Linked DNA regions of Columba livia: region 1 is linked to region 2. A link is a contact called in public Hi-C data. All regions are on one chromosome and are shown on one strand. The core of a region is the stretch at or near the end of the contact, and the rest is flanking DNA. Distances in the headings are between cores, read along the strand shown. Region 1 has its middle 45 kb from the start of SWAP70. Region 2 holds the start of SWAP70 (switching B cell complex subunit SWAP70).

Region 1 (3,365 bases), core at 161-2,660, 44 kb after region 2:
GGGGTCACTGCTGGCCCACGGACCATCCTGGGGAGACAGCTGTCCAGAAACAACCATCACCCCAAGCCTGGTCTTGCAGCGTAGCTGTATGTGGCCTCGTTTGCAGAATAAACTTGCCTGCCAGTGCTCCCGCATGCTCTGTTCACTGTCACCGTTACAGATGGCAAGAGCCAAACCCACAACTGCTCTCAGGCCACCTCCAGCCAGCAAATCCTCCCTGCCAGTAGGAGAAAACCCAGAGCATATATTCCTTGAAATGCATTTCCACGGCATGGGCAGCCAAGAGCCAGGCACCGGCATGGGGCAGGGAACCAGAACCAGCTTGGCAGAACAGCTCACCAAAGAAAAACGAAAAAAGAAAAGCACACCAGGTGCCAAATGCCCTCACCAGGCTGGGCTGCTGCCCGACTTCTCTGCCATCTCTGCAGAGCACGGACAAGCCCTGCACGGCTTTGAAGACAGCTCTGCCTCCCCTCCTCACCCTGCTCTGACCGGTCACCCTGCCTGGTGTCCCTGTGGCCCAGCTGATCGTGTACCAGTCAGCATTGTTCACCACCCGCCGGCAGACGTGCTCTGGTGCAGACCAGCGCAGCTATTTTAGCAGAGAGCTCCCAGGCGAGTGCCGGCCCAGGGCAGCACCCACTGAGCCCCCACCAGCTCCGGGCAAGCAGTGCTGCACAACCACTCGCTGCTCTTCCAGTTTTCCGCTCTTTTCTCATTTTTATCTCACCCCTCCTGATCAGCCCTGCTCCCTACATGCCAAAGCAGGGTGAGAAGACTGACATGATTTTTCCAAAGCCCCCGGCTAGTTCTGGGACCCGCAGCCCAGGACTCCGCCAGCTCCTGCCCCGGCAGGCCGGCCAGGCAGCTGCAGCTGCTCCCCCAGAGACGGGGAGAACAATAAAAAATACCAGATCTGCCGCAGGAATGCGGGAGATACCGTGGCGGGGGGCCCTGGTGAGTCTGGGCAGGATTTGCTCACAGCTTGGACGTAGACCAGAGGTTACCACTTGAGCAGCCCTGTCGTCGGGCCACGGTGACTTTGGGGATGCGTCGGGGGCCCCGTCCCGCTGCGGCCCCCACGGCCCCCGGACACCAGATGGCAGCCGGACCCCGCCGCGCCGCCCTCCTGCTGCAACCACTCACGGGAGCAAAGCTCTCCTGCAGGGCTGTAATTAATCACATCTGTGGATCCTGTTTTGAAAGGCAGATTCACACAGATGCGGTACTACGCGAGTTTTTTACGGCTGAGCTGGTAGCATGCTTGGAGCTGCGTCACTTGTGTACGTGCAGCAAGACACTGCTACTGCGGGAGGGAAAAAACACTCTTCCTTTGCAAGAAAAGCACATGCAACACCAAACCAAAACCTTTTCTTACAGTTATGGATGACCTATATCACCAAAGAAAAGCAAAAAGAGTGAAGACCAGGCAGGCTATGATCGACAAGGTGTCGCCAGCATACCCAGTCATCACAGCTTGGTGGGCTTCCACCGACGTGCAGCAGCTGAGCAGCAGCGGATGCACATCAACCCCTCATGTGCTCCAGGCACATCAGTTACCCTGAGTTATTCAGGTGACTGAGACCAGGGTCTGCACCCACAGCTGCAAGGGCCTGACGCTAATTTAAGAGTCATACAGTTACTCTGTTGGGTAACATTTTCCCTCAACAACTTATGAACTTTAATCCAATTTTGAAATGTAGGGGAGGCTAAGTTGGATTACATTAGCTTAACTGCTCCTGTCATAAGCTCTTGAGAAGTGGGACTAGAGGTTTTTTTCCTCTAGAAACCTTTAGTTGGCCCACAAAATCCTTGTTTTTTTCTTAGCTCAGACACCAAAAGGGGAATTTTCAACTTCCAAAAATAAATCAAAGACACCATGATGCCTGCTGGGTATTTGTTTCTCCATAGGAACGTGAACCTGGTGGTTTAGTTTAAGAGAGACTAAGCTAACTCTCACATTTTCTACATTCCTCCTTTTCCTGATACATCAAGATAGACAGGTTTGAACTGTTGTTTTAATGAAAACCTACTAGTCCTGAGAGGGTTTCCTGTTTTAGAAAGATGATATTTGAGAGCTACAAAATTCCAAACCATTTGACTTGCTAACACCTTCGTCAGGTCCCTTAACCTCCTTATGCCTCAGTTGCCCATTGAAGAAACACGAGTGATATTTATCCACACAAAAAGCACACAGACTAAGAAATGTCTGCAAAATACCCAGCTGTCCCTATAAAGAGAGCTCTCTAAGCGATACTATGATAAACTGAAATTGTGTCTACAAGATGCAAAACAGAGATTGCTACATGAGGCCTCGGAAAGGGCCACGTGTACCAGGACAACCCCAGCACGACCAGATCCCCCGGCACCATTCCCTGCCAGCCCCTTGCTGGGGCACCTCCGGCTCCTCCACCATCATGCGTGATCCCCGGTGGCCAGAAATCCTCCGCTCAGCTCTTGGGTAACAACCACAAGTTGAAGCAGCCTTTAGCTCTCTGATTAACTGAAGCTAAATCACCATGTAGCTTCTCACAAAGTCTCAGGAAAATGAAGCCAGTAGTCACAGAGTCACGCTGCAATCCAGCCAAAGCCTCTTTTGTCATCTCTAATCCAGGCTGCTGAATCAAACCCAGGTAGGTTTTCCCCTCCACTGTGTACCTGGAGCCCCAGAAACATCCCAGTGTAAATGTAAACATGACTGACCTGCACATTGCATCACCGGACAGTTTTCAGAGATTAAGTTCTGCAACTCAGAGCAACAAGTTTTGCAGGTAGGTGCAAATCACTTGCGTAAGGCTCAAGTATTTGTTAAACTTGCAAATACAACAGGACTCCCTGAATATGTTGTTGGTCTTGGAAACTGATCTTCAGCTCCCAGTTTCATTAATTCTGCAATCCAAAATGTTTTCTTCACTGTTTTTTTCTTGTCTAGTAAAGGCAATTAGGATTTTTCAACTGTTCTAACAATTTTGAAGCTCTAATATGTAAAAACACTTTATCTGTGTTACCAAAGTTTCTCTGAGTTGTAAAGTGCATTACAAAGGGGAGGGTGTCAGTCCCTCAATGCTCCTTGGGCTGCTCTCCTGGCAGAAAAAGACCATTGACATCTTGCAAAGCACGGGTAAGACTTATTGCCCAGATCCTGGAAACACAGTAAAACACTGCCTTAGCTGGGCAAATTGGCACTGATTTCTCAGCACTAGTCCCTGGAGGTGCAGGTCTGCTGATGTCAAGGCTGTCGTCATTATTGCAAGGCTCACAGCCCTTGAGACATTTTATCTGCAAGCCTTAGTCCAGCCCACTGCACAGAAAAGCTCTTCAAACACTTCTGATAGGGACAGCTGGGACGTGAGAATGTCGAGTGC
Region 2 (3,590 bases), core at 503-3,002:
GCAGCAACAGGTTCTTGGGTGAACATCCTTTATTTTTGGCCGTAGAAACAATGCATATAGTTGTTTTATTGTGAGAAAATCCTGCAGTAGCTTGGATGACCAAAATGGTGTCACCTTTTCATGCGCAGGGCCTGCATGACATGCTATACCTTGATCAGACCTGGTTGATGCTGCACAGCTCAGAGTTCCTGGCACCTGAATGAACGTAAGGTTATCTATACTGTCCTCTCCATTATAGTGTTAACTCCAATAAATGGTATTTTAAGTGACACTATAAAGTCTGAATGTGCCTTTTTTTACTGGGATCATACAATGAAGCAGCAACACCTGCTACAAAGTCATCTTGCTGCACCTGCCAGAACTATTTCACTTGCAGAGTGCTATTTTTGTCCTGATTACACAGTCGACTGAAGACTAAAATTGGAGAAAAGTTAGAATCTTCCCCCCCCCCCTTGTTTATGCGTCTTGAATTCGGGATCTTAATGGATCTGCTTAAAATCTGTGAAAATCCTCCTTCACTTGCTCATGAGCTGTGCACTGTGAGTGATCTCACGTGCAGTATTCAAAGCAACACAGGGTGCAGCACCTTCCTGCCCCTCCTGGCCCAGGTGCAACCCCGTGTTGTGAGCAGAGAAATAGCACTGAGCGAGCTGCTAGAAAGAACCACAGAATGTCAGGGATTGGAAGGGACCTCAAAAGATCATCCAGTCCAATCCCCCTGCTGGAGCAGGAACACCCAGATGAGGTTACACAGGAAGGTGTCCAGGCGGGTTTTTAATGTCTCCAGAGCAGGAGAGTCCACAACCCCCTGGGCAGCCTGTTCCAGTGTCTGTCACCCTCACTGAGAAGCTTCTTCTCAAATTTAAATGGAACCTCCTGTATTCCAGTGTATACCCATTGCCCCTTGTCTTACCACTGGTTGTCACCAAGAAGAGCCTGGATCCATCCTCATGACACTCACCCTTTACATATTTATAAACATTAATGAGGTCACCCCTCAGTCTCCTCTTCTCCAAGCTAAAGAGCCCCAGCTCCCTCAGCCTTTCCTCATAAGGGAGATGCTCCACTCCCTTGATGATCTTTGTTGCCCTGTGCTGGACTCTCTCCAGCAGTTCCCTGTCCTTCTGGAACTGAGGGGCCCAGAACTGGACACAATATTCCAGGTGTGGTCTCACCAGTGTGGAGTAGAGGGGAAGGAGAACCTCTCTAGACCTACTAACTGTGCCCCAAAGCCCCAGAGTCTGGAGACAACTGAAGTCCTGGCAGATCTGCTGCTCTCACCAGTCAGTCTGGACCCACAGCACTTAAGAGGACAACACAAAAACAACCAAAACAACTAACCCAAAACAAAAGCCCAAACTTCTTTCTTGTGATGAGATTTTGTAGCACTCCTGCTCTGGAAGTAGTGCTGAAGTTTTTACTTTAGCCCTTCCCCCGTTATTTCTGATTGAAGTTCACTCACTCCAGCTGTGCGCAGCCTTCGTTGTGAGCGGCTTTTTAAAATCCTTGGGGCTTACTCAGCCTCCGAGGAAAGTCACTTTTCTCTCTGAGCGCATCCTACTGTGAAACCCCCGCGGTGTTCCTGTGTGTTTAGCCGTGGGCCGGGATCTCGCCTGGGCCGGTACCTCGCGGGGCCGCCGCTGCCCGGTGCAGCTCCCGCTCCCCTCCGCGCCCGGGCCGCTCCCGCCCCGCCGGCCCCTCGGCCCTCGCCGCTGAGGCGGGAACCGCGGCTCCCGGGGCGGCGCCTGCGGAGCCGGGCAGGGCCGGGCACCCGCCCTCGGGGCGGTGCGGGGCGGGCACGGCGGTGGCGGGGCCGGGCGAGGAGCAGGCAGAGCGGCCGCGGGAGCGGCGGCAGGCGGCGGGCCGGCCATGGTGGGCCTCAAGGAGGAGCTGCTCAAGTCCATCTGGCACGCCTTCACCGCCCTCGACCTCGACCGCAGCGGGAAGGTCTCCAAGTCCCAGCTCAAGGCAAGCGGGGCGGCCGGGCCGGGGGCAGCGAGGAGAGAGGGGTGGCGGGCCCAGGGACGCGGTGTGGGCCGGGGCTCCGTGTGGGAGCGAGGGTTGGCCGGGTTAGCCGCTGTGGGCAGGGGTGCGGGACACGGGCCCTGGGGGTGCCGGGCCTGGGGCCGGTCTGAGGTGGCCACGCTCAGGGCTGCCTGAGGGGACATGAGCACTTGTTTGCAAAGCCCATTCGGGGGCCATAAACCGCATTTTCTCCGTTGAGGCTGTTGTTGGGCACGTGGCGTTCTCAGTCGCTGTGGCTCCTGGTCACCCCCGACCCGTGGAAAGCCTGTGCGAGTGGGTCCTTGTGCTCGAGGGGGCTGATTTCCATTCTGCCCAGGCAAGCGCATTGTCCTCCCCAAGATGTCAGGACACAAACCCTTGTTGTGCTGCTGGTCCGCTTTCAAACGCGTGTCCTTGGTACCCTTTTTGGCCAAAACCTTTTGTGGGGTAGCCATAAGGTCCTATCTATAGGGGTTGGCTGCGTCCAAGTGAAATTCATAGCTTGCCAAGGGGAGAGTGAGGTTTCACAGTGCTCTCTTATTTGGGTATAAACAGGAGAATTAGTCAAGAGACTCCAACTGTGCCATTCTTTCCTTAGCTTATACGCTGAAGCAATGTTTGTGCTTTTAAAAGAGCTCTCAGGCAGCTCACTGAATCCGATCCCATCTTGGCCTTGCTTTATGGGACCACCTTGGCCTGGGGATAACGTGGAAATCTTGCTAAATAAATACTTTGAATAAGAACGTAACACCTGTTGACACTGGAGACTGTGGGCCCTTGTACTTGGTGCTGGAGCTGTGACCACAACAATTAGCTGAAGTTTGTGACCTTTGTGGGATTAACTTGGAGAGCCAGGGTGGCCATGCTGCCGGCAGGATCTGCAGGCGTGGTTGGCAGATAGTGGGCTTTGTTTTGGGCTTCATGTAATAAGCGTCCACCAAACGCAATGTGCTGCAAGCAGCCTCTTCCTCTTCTCCTTTTCTTCGTACGGGGCCATTGGGCTCTTGAAGTACAGTCCAGCTTGTCCAGAAGTGACTGCGTGGCAGGAGTCAGGCAGGAGGCTCCTTTACAGGTGACGACATGTTTGTGTTGCAAGACTAACTGAAGTAGGTTGCAGAGAGGCGTTTTTTTATTGTCCTGCTTTTTAAAGGAGCCCTGTTTTCCTGTCACACTGCCACGCCTTGTGTGTGCTGCCACGATTTGTGTTCTCAGTGCACTCACCTGGGTGGTGTGTCTGCAGCACCTGTCATCATGCCAATTGGTGGAGAACCTGTCACGGTCACACAGAGGCTGGGGTGATTTAAATGGCTGAAGAAGCAGGCAGGACGCTGGTGGGCTTGTACGGCTTCCTCTGACGGAGGTGCTGTCACTCCTCTGAGATCATTGACTGATTTAGATGGATTAAAGCAGCAGTTGTATTTCCAAACTGAAGCACAGTTACCTGTCTTGTCATGCTCTGCTGTCTTATTAGAGCCTCATGCCTGCAAATGCTTGTGTTTAAAAAGCTAAAAAAATAGAAAGACGGGAAATTAAATCTGTCCCCTTGTTACGTATCAAACATCTCTCTAGACAGTTTTGATGTTTCA

Evidence for each region. A called contact is a pair of places that touch in the nucleus more often than the background predicts.
Region 1: a Hi-C map of crop shows a contact between it and region 2, with 4 times the contacts expected there. The contact joins the enhancer-like site here to the promoter of SWAP70 in region 2. A contact is called at or near these places in 2 of 2 Hi-C or Micro-C datasets (crop and liver).

The regions. Positions count from the first base shown.
Region 1 is chr5:57,615,416-57,618,780 of bColLiv1.pat.W.v2, forward strand. No RefSeq gene overlaps it. Among named protein-coding and RNA genes, the nearest start is that of SWAP70, 45 kb to the left of the region's middle. Within about 2 kb of position 1,411, at least 1 of the 3 cell types and tissues checked has an H3K27ac peak away from gene starts, as active enhancers do.
Region 2 is chr5:57,570,618-57,574,207 of bColLiv1.pat.W.v2, forward strand. SWAP70 (switching B cell complex subunit SWAP70) reads left to right here and starts at 1,753. Exons shown (of 12, transcript XM_021299208.2): 1 at 1,753-1,968. The coding sequence starts at 1,870.